Linked DNA regions of Delphinus delphis: region 1 is linked to region 2. Evidence: chromatin contacts called from public Hi-C data. All regions are on one chromosome and are shown on one strand. Each heading gives the region's core, a stretch centred on a gene start, on an enhancer-like site or on the middle of the called end of the contact. The rest is flanking DNA. Distances are from core to core; before and after follow the strand shown. Region 1 holds the start of MRNIP (MRN complex interacting protein). Region 2 holds the start of CBY3 (chibby family member 3).

The links. Hi-C and Micro-C count contacts between places; a contact is called where the count stands out from the background.
Region 1: a Hi-C map of lung shows a contact between it and region 2, with 4 times the contacts expected there. The contact joins the promoter of MRNIP here to the promoter of CBY3 in region 2. A contact is called at or near these places in 2 of 3 Hi-C or Micro-C datasets (lung and muscle).

The regions. Positions count from the first base shown.
Region 1 is chr3:18,806,996-18,813,575 of mDelDel1.2, reverse strand. MRNIP (MRN complex interacting protein) reads left to right here and starts at 4,128. Exons shown (of 8, transcript XM_060008244.1): 1 at 4,128-4,310; 2 at 6,354-6,413. The coding sequence starts at 4,245. It overlaps TBC1D9B (TBC1 domain family member 9B), which reads left to right. Exons shown (of 21, transcript XM_060008246.1): 21 at 1-566.
Region 2 is chr3:18,594,146-18,600,343 of mDelDel1.2, reverse strand. CBY3 (chibby family member 3) reads left to right here and starts at 4,339. Exons shown (of 2, transcript XM_060006423.1): 1 at 4,339-4,387; 2 at 5,628-6,198. The coding sequence starts at 4,339. The region is part of intron 1 of LOC132421910 (a long non-coding RNA gene); the gene reads right to left.

The sequences.
Region 1 (6,580 bases), core at 2,879-5,378, 210 kb before region 2:
GCAGTTGGGACCTAGGCAGGGGCTCCCCACCCCCTCGTTCTGCCTTGGACCTCCTGGCCCCTGCATAGTGTCAGGGGCTCTCTGATCTGTCCTTGCTTGCCCTGCACTGTGGCCAGGCCACACCCTGTCCTCCACCTCCTCTTCTGCAGCTGCGTGCTCCGGGGGCTTTCCTGCCACTTGGCGCCAGGTAGGGGGGTCGAGTGCCTATTGGGCACCAAAGTGGTGAGAACTTCGAGATGCTCTCCAGAAGCCCCTGAGCCTGAGCTTCTGGCTGGGGGACATGGGCAGAAAGCATCTGCTGCACCAGGGTGGGTGCCGCCTGCACAGGCGTTACTCTCAATTCTCTTTCAGCTCGTCATCCTCACCATTAACCTTAAAAGCATATCCCTCAGGTCCTGATATATTTCCTTGTATTCATTTCAGTTGGCTAAAAATCACACTATGCTCAATGCCTTAATAAATCCCTGAAAGAACTAAAAACTACACTGTGTATAGAGAATTAATGTGACCCTCAACCACTGCTTTGGCCTCCTGGCTTCTCCCCAGGCAGGTATGGGGCCCAGGCCATATTCCAGAGGTTCCCAACACTTAGTCTCTCACAGGAGGTGGGGGTTCAAGACCCCTAGGGAGGATGGGGACATGAAAGCTGCTGATGCAGGCTGGGCAGGGCCTGTGAAGACCTGCACCAGCAGAGGAAACCTGCTCCGCAGGTATAAACAGCCTGGGTCCAGATGCAGGACATGTGTGCTCAGGCCTGGGCTGCAGCAAGCCTTTGGGTTCAGAAAGCAGACTGTGGGGACACGGGCAACAGGCTGAGCCATGAGGACCCCTTAGCTTTGCAGCAGGAGCTGATCATCATGTCCAGCGTTTGCCCCCAACACAGGACCACTCTTATTTGTACTAAAAGATAACATCTCTGTGGCTGTTGTTTGGTTTTAAACTTAATAGCTTTATTGAGGCAAAACTTACATACCATAAAATTCACTTGTTTTAAGTTATTATTCAATGATTTTTTAGTAAGCTTAGAGTTGTGCAAACATCACCACAATTGAACTTTAGAGTATTTCCATCACCCCAGAAAGATCCCTCCTGCCCATGTGCTGCCAATCTGTGTACCCTCCCCCAGCTCCAGGGAACCACCAATCTATTTTCTATCTCTTTAGATTTTATGGATGGTTTTAAAATAATCTCCATGATTTTACCTTTACAACTGCTGAGTCACTTCTCGATAAATGCAGCAAAACAACATCAAGGAAACGGAACAGCTGTTTTCTTTCTTAATGACAACAACAACAAAAAGTAATTTCCTTTCTAGTATTTACACAAACTGACTACATGCTTTGTCATAAATTAATTTCAAAGAATTTATTGCTAGAAAGCCTACATTCTTGGGACTTCCCTGGTGGTCCAGTGGTAAAGAATCCGCCTTACAATGCAAGAGATGTGGGTTTGATCCCCAGTCAGGGAGCTAAGATCCCACATGCTGCGGGGCGACTAAGCCTGCCACCACAACTACTGAGCTTGCATACCTCAACTAGAGAGCCTGTGTGCTGCAAACTACAGAGCCCACGTGCTCTGAAGCCCGCACATCCTGGAGCCTGCAGGCCACAACAAGAGAAGAGAAAACCCGCAGGCCATACTAGAGAGATGCCAACGCGCCGCAACGAGAGATCCCGCATACCTCAACGAAGATCCTGTGCTCCACAACTAAGACCTGATGCAGCCGGAAAAAAAGACTATGTTCTTGGTCATAATAAAATTAAGTAAAGATACACGTAAGAATTACACAAAATTGGCAGTCAAATTGATTGTAATCAATTAGATTTAAATGACTTGGAATTTTAAAATATTTATTTGGCTGCATCGGGTCTTAGTTGTGGCACGTGGGATCTTCTTTGGGACATGCGGGATCTTTCGTTACAGAGCGTGGGCTGTTCGTCGCGGCGCACGGGCTCAGTAATTGCAGCATGCAGACTTAGTTGCCCTGTGGCATGTGCGATCTTAGTTCCCCGACCAGGGATCAAACCCTTGTCCCCTGCATTGGAAGGCAGATTCTTAACCACTGGACCACCACCAGGGAAGTCCTGGAATTTAAATAAATGTTTTATATGCCATGTAGAAGTATAAATTTGAGAATATACCAAAGAAAGTAAACAACATAAAAGAGGACACTATCCTTTTTACGTGATAAAAGAAGGTACAAAAATGTACAATAAAATAGTACTTTCATCCATTAATTATTTAACCTCGCATGATAAAATGTTTAACAAGAGCAGTAACACTAAATAATAAATGGATAATAAAGTTTTAAATATATTTGTGTTCTGTAAGTAAACATAATTGTATATTTTAAAACTCCTTACCAAGTGATATGTTGTACCAAACCATTCAAGTCATTCTTATAATTTCCAAGAAAAAAAATACGTATATGAATTTTTAAAGGATTACAGAAAGGAGGAAAAAACAGAAAAGTAGAAAAACAATTTTTCCTTGTATTTAAGACTACTAATTATTTTGGTGTTTTTCCCCTATATTTGTCTTTTTCAAAGTTGAACTCATACCACGTGTGAAATTTTTATTCTTCTCTTTTCATTAACCACAAAACATTCTTTGTAGTTGCCAGAAGCTCAGCCACAATGAGACACGTAGAGATAAACAAAAACCACCCAAATGAGAACAGGGACCATTTATCCAGAGCTTGCTATAGAAAAGAAGTCAGCCACCATTACTTGCGTTTGGCAGAGACTAAAATGTAGTCAGAAGAGTGGGAAGGCCTTATGGTGAAAGCAAGGGAAGGCTTCAGGTGTGCTCTGATTAGAGGCTGCTAGTGGGGAAACAGGCTGGCTAACCTGAAGCAGGATGTTTTCTGTAATTGGTTTGGGGAGCATAATTGGCATTCTCTTGGTTGGTCCTGAGATGAAGTGGGGAGGTGCAAAAAGGAGGGCAACTGGCAGTCATTGCCCAAGTCCTGACTGCTGCAGAAGTTGTGGTTTGGGGGGTGATGAGGGAGTCTGGTCACTCTCTGCATATTCAGTCTCAAACATAATTTTTTAAATTAATTTGGTTTTTTCTAATATATGCTGTTGTGCAAAATTTGGAAAATATTAAAAATTTTAAACCATTTATAACCCTTGCCCGTGCACATCTGGAAATAAATAATGCCTGGTTTTACCTAACTGATATCATGTACACTTTGTAACCTCCTTGCTTCCCAACAATACACATGCCAGCATTTTCACTCCAAACTCTTTGTAATGGACCTGCATAATGGTCCATTCTTTAGAATACTTATTTCCATTTTTTCCTGTTATACTTCAGTTAACACTACTGCATAAACAATAAATCTGCGTGATTCAGATTATTAAGATAGCGATAACTGCCAGATTGTTTTTTCCTTTTACCGTTCTGTCAGCATCCTTGTCAGGATTGGGCGTTTTAAATTTTCTTTTAACAAGATTATTTATGTTGTCAGGCACGTGGGAATGTCTTGGCGGGCTGGCGTTAAGGTGAGGTTGGGACATGAGGGGTGCAATATTTTTCCTCTATGCCCAGACTGGGACTTGGGCTCCACCTTTTAGAGTGGGTCTTCCTCGGGACTGCAGTAAGGACTGATTTCATTTTCAACCGCCAGGCGTCTCCGTTTCCCTCTCTGAGAAGCGTAGGGTTGGTGAACTGCCTATTTTCCCAGGATTCTCGGTGCTCCGGCTCAAACGTTAACTAACCACCTCTGACCAGAGGTCCTGAAAATGCCTACCGTGGACCCCAGGGAGTGGGCCCGAGCAGGGAGGCGCCCTCCGGCTCCCTCTCCCCGACTTGAAGAAGCAGAAGAAACTGTGCCAGCAAAGGCCGGACCCCCAGCGGTGGCTGGAGACCCAGCCCTTGCAACTTCAATCTTCCCAGGGAGCGCAGGCAGAAACGCTGGTTTAGATAGAGGCGGGAACTGCTTCGGGCTGAGACAGACAACCAGTGACCTGACGGACGCAAAGCCCAAACAACGCCCGACTCGGCAGCAGTGATACGGCCCGAGTCCTGAGGTCGCCCGGGGTCCCAGCTGACAGCCGACTAACGCTGAGCTTTCCGATGGCCCAAGTGCGCTTTAGGGGCGAAGCTCGAGTGGGCGGGAGTGCAGGGCGCAAGCTCTCCAGGGGCGGTGCCTGAGGCCAGAGGGTCCCGAGCGCCTGAAGTGGGCGGAGCCAGGGCGGACAGGGTAACGCGGCGCACGCGCGGCGGCGACAGCCGTCGCAATGGCGCCTCCGCAACAGGTTCGGGTGTTGCGGTGCTCCTGCTGCCGCCTCTTCCAGGCGCACCAGGTGGGGCCTCCTCCTCCTCAGAGCACGGGGATGGCGGGCAGGACGAGGTGGGGTCGCTGGGGGGGGCCAGACCTCCTCCCCCAGGCTGGGCGCCGTCTCGTGCGGTTGCGGGGTGTGTCTGGGTCCCGGACAAATGACGATGTCTGTCCTGAGAACCAGGTTTTATTGATGTCGCTTCTCGATAACGTTGTTCTGGGCTTTTTTCGTTTTTTGCTTGGTGGTTGTAAGATTCGCAGAAACCAGCCAATGGTTTCTGCCGAGGCGGCCTCGTGAATTCTATCTGGCCGGTGGTCGGGCACACCAGGTTGAGGGTAGAGGATAGCCTCCTTTATGCAGAGCCTAGCCCCCAAAATGGCTCCTTCTTCATTTAAGTGCAAGTGAAATGATAGTTTTAAAAACTCAGGCACGACTGGGCACCCCTGCTGGCACTCTTTGGCTCTGCCCGTAGTGAGGGCCTCGACGCCTATTCAGAGTGTGAATAATCTCGCGCCTTTAAACAGGATAATCGAAGTTTCTAAAACGTAATGCTTCCCTGACTCAAAACGTAAAATAGGGTATGTCACTTAACCTGTTCTTTCCTGAATCACGTTCTGTCTCCCTGCTTGATGCCGTCAAGGTTGTCATTGTATCCGCTTCTGGTAGTCCCCTGCTAATCTGCTGTGCCCTGAAGAAGGGTAGCATCAAATTGCATACAAAATGTATGTTTAAAAGCCAGTAAGAGGCTGGGTATGCACGCTGTGACTTTGTAAGGGTCATTTTAGGGGCTTAGAAACTTTTTACTTACTTCATTTTTTTGGTTCTAGGAGTTGAGAATAAATGGGAATCATTTCCACTTTTAAATTATTATATATATAATGTAGTTCGTGTTCTCATGGTCATTTTCAACTCTGAAAAGTGATTTGAAGCCAAGTGGGAAAAGAGGGTTAACAGTTTAATTCCAAGTCGGCTGTGTATCAGGCAGTTTCACACATCTCATTTAATTTCAACAGCTTCTGAATTCTGTATCTTCATTCCCCAGAGCTAGCCAGTTACTGTGTGTCCTTCCAGAGCTTTTATTATTTTTTTAATGCATTTCTTACTTGCATATGTACCTGTAGAAGAGACACAGTATTTTTATGGTGTTTGAAGGTAGATGCTGAGAAGTAGAATCTTAGGATATACCCACTTAAATTTGTAGTAGATGCTGCTTGTCCTCCTTAGAATCCTTTTAGGTACTTCCCCAAAAGCCCTGATGGTTTTTGTATTAGGATCATATTAATCATGTTAATTTTTATGAATCAACCGAGACATCTTTGTGATGTTAAGCATGGCATTTTATTCCATCTCTTAAAACAGTTTTGGTGCCCCTTGATAACATTTTCTTTGTTGCCTTTACAAATGGATTTATTTCTTTAATTATCTCTTCTAAGTAGATGTTTGCTTATAAGCTATATTAATTTTTGAAGATATATTAATTTTCTGCCTAGCCCCTATATTAGATTGTCTTACTGGTTTTAGCAGTTTTTCATTTAGTTATCTTGAGTTTTAAAGAAATAAATCATATCATCCATAAATAAGGATAGTTTTTTTTTTTCCTTTCCATTTTCATACCTCTTGCTATGTTCTCTTTTCCAATTCCATCAGTTAGTACATCCAGAAAAAAATGGTAAATAATAGTGCAGATCCTTGACTTGTTCTTGACTTTCATGGGAATGCTGGTGGTGATTCTGCAGCTTTAGAGCTAGATGTAAGGCATTTTATTATGTTAAGAGAGAATCCATCTAGTCAGATTTATCAAGAATTGAAATGTCATGGAATTTTTTTTGAGAATCACATATAGTGGAGATCTAATTTGATTTCGTTTCATATGGATAGCCAGTTTTCCAGAAGCGCTTATTAAATAGTCTCTTCTTTTTTCACCTTTATAATATACTAAATTTTCATACATGTGTTGGTTTGTTTCTGGACTCTTTATTCTTTTCCACTGATCTCTTTATTATTTCTGATCTAGTTCCACCTGTTTCAAATAATTACTTTAGCTATAATTCTGAAATTTCATTGTAGGTGAAAAAGAGTCTCAAATGGACATGCAAAGCTTGTGGAGAGAAGCAGTCATTTTTGCGGGTGAGTCCCAAGCAGCAAAGTGTCTAATACCCATACCAGGAAGCAGGTGGGACCCAGCCCTGCAGAAACATATTTCTCATGGAACCCAGTGTTCCATTATTGGCTCAAGTTCATTGGATATAGCGCTCCTGCTCCCTAAGATCATCTTCCTTCAGGAAGCGAAATGA
Region 2 (6,198 bases), core at 3,090-5,589:
ATTATTCCTCCTCTAAACTTTTCCTTTTCAAATCATCAAAAAAGACTTCCTTGGGTTTTGTAGCTTTTCCTCTTTTGTAGACCATGGAAATAGGGAAATTGAAAGTTGCTGAATACCATTCCTGATGATCACGCAGGACCTTCCTGAAATGTCATGAGTGTTAATGAAAAGTAGCTTTAATAACATAGACACAATTGGGGGGGTGGTGGAAGAGGGAGTGAGGGAGAGAAGGCGAATGTGTGATTGGCTGGGTTAATATATTCCTGGGCTCTGATTCCATGTCCATTAGATAACCTTCTGAGGGCTGATTCAAGCTTATCCTGATGATAAGAGAGAGCTTTGAACAGTGAGCATAAAGGTTTATTTGTGGAAACTGACATTCTAATTCTAAAATTAGGATAGAAATTCAATTACATGGAATTGAAATTATATGAAAATTCCAAGGACCTAGAAAACCAAAGCAGTCTTAAAAAAAACTGTTTGAAGATTTACATTACCAGATAAAGACTTACTGTAAGCTACAATAATTAAGAAAATATGGTATTGGTACAAGAATAAAAAGAATAATAAAGGGCTTCCCTGGTGGCGCAGTGGTTGAGAGTCCGCCTGCCAATGCAGGGGACGAGGGTTCGTGCCCTGGTCCAGGAAGATCCCACATGCCGTGGAGTGGCTGGGCCCGTGAGCCATGGCCGTTGAGCCTGCGCGTCCGGAGCCTGTGCTCCGCGACGGGCGAGGCCACAACAGTGAGAGGCCCGCGTACTGCAAAAAAAAAAAAAAAAAAAAAAGAATAATAAAGAGAATAGAGAGCCCAGAAACAGTCATACATACACAGTCACATGACGAACAATAAAGACATAACCGCAAATAGTGAGGAAAGGCTAGTCTTTATAAATGGTGCTGGGTCAACTTGACAACCATATGAAAAGAACACTATCAACAAAAATTAACTCAAAATAGAACACAAAATGTAAAGCTAAAATGGTGAAACTTTTAGTTTGGCAAAGCGTTCTTTAATATGACATGAAAAGCATGACCTTTTGAGGGTCAAAGTAAAAACTGATAAATTGGACTTTATTAAAAACTTTTGCTTTAATAGGCAAGCCATAGACTGGGAAAAAAATATTTGCAAAACATATCTGCAAAGGACTTTTATCTAGCGTTAAAGAACTTACACTCAACAAGACAAACAATCCAGTTTAAAAAAAAAGGTCAAAAGACAAGAACAACTTCAACAACAAGGGTAACAAATAAGCACATGAAAAGACACTCAACATTATTAGCCAACAGAGAAATGAAATCAAAATCACAATTTAGACACACCCACTAGAATAACTAAAATTTTTTTAAATAAACTTATTTTATTTATTTATTGGGTGCATTGGGTCTTCGTTGCTGCACGCGGGCTTTCTCTAGTTGCAGGGAGTGGGGGCTACTCTTCGTTGCGGTGTGCGCAGTCTTCTCGTTGCGTTGACTTCGTTTGTTGCCGAGCACGGGCTCTAGGCGCACGGGCTTCAGTAGTTGTGGTGCACGGGGTTAGTTGCTCCGCGGCATGTGGGATCTTCCCGGACCAGGGCTCGAACCTGTGTCCCCTGCATTGGCAGGCGGATTCTTAACCACTGCACCATCAGGGATGCCCATAGAATAACCAAAATTAAAAGGGTTTAACATACTAAGTGTTGGCAAGTATGTGGAGGAAAAGGAACAGAAACTCTTTCAATGATGGTAGGGATATGGTACAACCATTTTGGAAAAACCTTGGTAACTTCATAAAAAGGTAAATGCACCTACCATATAACCCAGCCATTCTACTCCTAGGTATTTATTCAAGAGAAATTAAAGCACGTGGCCACACAACGAGTAGTACACAGATGTTTATAGCAGCTGTATTTGTAATAGCCCCCAAATGGAACCAACCCAAATTTCCATCAACAGGTGGATGGAAAAACAAATTGTGGTATTTCCATATAATGGAATACTACTCACCAAAAAAGGAATGAATTGTTAATAAATGCAACAACATGAATGAATTTCAACTTAAAATAATTATGCTGCAAGAGGCCAGTGCAGGGACTTCCCTGGTGGTGCAGTGGTTAAGAATCTGCCTGCCAATGTAGGGGACACGGGTTCGAGCCTCGGTCCAAGAAGATCCCACATGCTGCAGAGCAACTAAGCCCGTGAGCCACAACTACTGAGCCTGTGCTCTAGAGGCTACAAACCACAACTACTGAGCCCGCATGCCACAATTACCGAAGCCCACGTGCCTAGAGCCCGTGCTCCGCAACGAGAAGCCACTGCAATGAGAAGCCCGCGCACTGCAACGAAGAGTAGCCCCCACTCACCACAACTAGAGAAAAGCCTGCGTGCAGCAACGATGACCCAACGCAGCCAAAAATAAATAAATTTATTAAAAAAAGCCAGTGCAAAAAAAAAAGTACATACTAAATAATTCTATTTATAGAAAATTCTAGAAAATTCAAATTAATCTATATAGTGATGGGAGCAGAGGAAACTTCTGAAGGTAGTGTGTATCTTCATTATCTTGATTTTGGTTATGATTTCTTACATCAAATTATCCAAACATATCAAAATGTGCATTATAAATATTGAATATATGTAGTTTATTGTGTCAATTATACCTCAATAAAACTGTTACAGAAAAAGGTTTCCCAGAAGGTGGCACTACTACTTGGCTCTGCCCTATGTTGTGAGCTCCCTGGAGCTGGGTGACCCCTTCTAGAGCCATCAGGATGCTGGATTAACTAGGAGGCCCCTGCAAGAGACCCTTGGGGTCAGGAAAGCCAAGTAAACGTGATGGCAATTGATTGGGTGTGGCTGGCGAGTAGGGCTGACTTCATTTCCTTCCACAGCTCAACACAGCACTTGTCCTTCAAACAAGCCCAACTCCTTTGTACCTTTAGCCCCTGTCTTCATGTAGCTAGAGTCTCTCATCATTCAGGTTTTAGTATGAATATCAAGTGCCTTCATCGAGTGCCAGGTCTAAATTGGTTCCTACACCTCATTTTGTCCTAAAGTCACTTTCTGTATTTCTATATTTTCTTCATGGCATGTATCACAACCAGAAATTCTTATTCATTTAGTTATTTCCTTTCATTAAAAAAAATTATTTATTTTATTTTTACTTCTGGCTGCTTTGGGTCTTCGTTGCCGCGTCCGGGCTTTCTCTATTTGCGGTGAGCAGGGCTACTCTTCGTTGTGGTGCGCAGGCTTCTCATTGTGGTGGCTTCTCGTTGCGGAGCACAGGCTCTAGGCACGCGGGCTCACCAGTTGTGGCTCGCGGGCTCTAGAGCACAGGCTCAGTAGTTGTGGCACACGGGCTTAGTTGCTCTGCGGCATGTGGGATCTTCCCAGACCAGGGCTCCAACCCGTGTCCCCTGCATTGGCAGGTGGATTCTTAACCACTGTGCCACCAGGGAAGCCCCATTTCCTTTCATTTTTATTACCTATTCTCATCCTCCCTCTTTTTTTTTGCGGTACGCGGGCCTCTCACTGTTGTGGCCTCTCCCGTTGCGGAGCACAGGCTCCGGATGCGCAGGCCCAGCGGCCACGGCTCACGGGCCCAGCCGCTCCGTGGCATGTGGGATCTTCCCAGACCAAGGCACAAACCCGTGTCCCCTGCATCGGCAGGCGGACTCTCAACCACTGCGCCACCAGGGAAGCCCTCTTCCTCCCTCTTTTATGCTGTTGACATCCTACAAATCCCTTTACTGGGGGTGCACCCACCCCATAGGTGCCTTAAGTGTTGGCTGACAAACTCACAGTTGCCCCTGACAATGACTGACTGAGGGCTGGGTGAGGGAGAAGGGCACAAAAGATTGGCTCCCTTGCAGTAAGGAGACCTAACTCTGTGGCACAATTTCTACAGTTCCCCGTGAGATCTGGCTAGAGCTCGTCTCCACTTGAGGCCACATTCCTGCTTAGCTTTAGCTCTTTTCCCTGCCCTGTCCTGCTTCCCTTACTCCCTTCTCCCAAAAACACTTCCCCAGTAAATCCCTCAATAATTCTCATCTGAGGCTCTGCTTCTAGGAAACCTGACCCATGACACCTTTGGTTAGCTTCATGAGGGACTATTTTGTTCAATCCCCTAGAACAAATTCCTATCTTAGGCTCTGCTTATGACATTCTCCCCCTTAAGAATGATAGCTTGATGACGGAAGATCTTCCTCACGTTGGAAGAACAGTGTCTGGAACAGAGAAGGCACTCAATAAGTGTGCTGAATGAATACAGGGGAGAGCCCGGGGTCTGTTTTATAGATTAGCTGATCTGGCCTAGAGGCATTGTGAGTCATAGCCGGTAGACAGCAACTGAGTGGTTCAGAGATGGGGCCAGGCCTGGGACAGCAGTTTGGCACCTCCAACAATCCTCCAGGTGAGGTACAACATGTGAGGATTATTGGGGAAGGATCCTCTGGAAAGATGCAACCTCAAGGGTGGGTCGGGTTCTAGCCTTGGGCTTCCAAGAGACATGTCCCTGAGCCAGATCTAGGGGGTAGTACTGCCCAGCTATGTGTGAGGAGTAAGTGTGTGTTGAATTAATGAAGGCATGACAGAGGTAACCCTGCCCCAGGGTTCCTTCTCTTTTCACTCTCCATTGGGAGAAGAGGAATTCAAAAGAAAGCATATAGTCTTCTTTCTCACACAACAGAATCAGAACGTACAGGAATGGGGGGAGAAGGAGTATGGGACATGTCTGTTATCTGGACTTTAGTTTCCTTGAGCATGTAGTCTGCTTTGGATAAAAGTCACATCCAGTCTGTGCAACCCCTTTTGGCTCAAGCCCTAAGCATAGGTCCTAGCCCATGGCACATGCCCCTACTGGACTGACCACACCAGACTATGATCTACACGCACACATCTGGCTTCCCAGCTGGACCAGGAGCATCTTCAGGGCAGGCATAGGCTGTGCTGGCACCCTCTACCCAGACCAAGGCCTGGCACAAAGCAGATGCCAGTCAGTTCAAGGTTGTAAAATAACTGAATGACGAGGGCAGTAATGCTGTTGGGTATGCTAGACATCCACCAGATACTTTTCAGAATGTAGATCCAGCCCTGGCTTCGCAATGCTTCAGCAGCGCCCTCTAACCCACGGAAGGAAGTCTAAACTTTTAAGCCTGCCTGTACAGCACCCTCATATAGTGTCCTGGTCCCCCTTTCCAGCTACCTCTTCTGCTATTTCCAGCTCAATACCCTACACCAATCCTACCCCAAGCTCTTCCTCACATGTGCAACATTCGAGCCTTGCCTAGCTCTTCACTCTGCCTAGCAGCTCTCCCTTACCCACCCCCAATCTACCTGTCAAATTCCTGTGCATCTTTTAAGTACCTGCTTGTCTCTGCTATCATTCCTTCCTCCCTTAAGGGCCTATTAACCCCTTCCAGCAGCCACCCAGCACTCAGAGAGCAGGGTTCTGGTCCTTCATCTGCCCATCTATCCCCAAAGCCTGACAGAGTAGTCTTTGGGGAAGTGGGTTTCGGGGAGACTTCTGCTAGTACGAGTGTGCAGGGATGGACTCCTCAGTGGCCAGCAGCTGGCTAACCCTGAGCGCCAGCTGCGGGCCTGAGCCCTGCCCACCAGGCCTCGCGGTTTGAGGGGGCAGCACGTCCAAGCAGGCTGCTCACCCAGACTCTTGCTCTCCAGCAGTGCCCCTGGCTCGCCTTTATCATTCTGGACATCGAGGCTTGCGAGGCAAGGGAGCAGCCTGGGTCGCCCGCGTCCTCGAGGCTCTGCTCTGGATATCCGTGCGCCTGACGAGGCCCACCCGGCCCTTGCCCTGGAGGCCTTCGGGTACTCGGCCTCGGGCCATGCGAGCCGCCTGTGGGAACAGCTGCGGCAGTTCTGGGCCCACCATTTCTCGCGGCGCTTCTCGCCGCGGCGCCCTCCGCTGCGCCGCATCTCCTCCATGTCCACCTTCTACCTGCTGGACCACCAGACGCGCCAGGCAGAGCTAGGCCTCAGCTACGGCACACCGCGCACGCGCCTCAGCGACGAGGCCTTTGTGTTCCGCGGCGGCCGGTGGACCACGGAGGGCCAGCCGGTGCGGTCGCGGCCGCAGCTGCCCTCGCCGACCACCTCGGGCTGGAAGGCGCAGGTGCAGCGGATCAAGAGCCAGGTGCTGCTGGAGGAGAACAACTACCTGAAGCTACAGCAGGAACTGCTCATGGACATGCTGACGGAGACCAC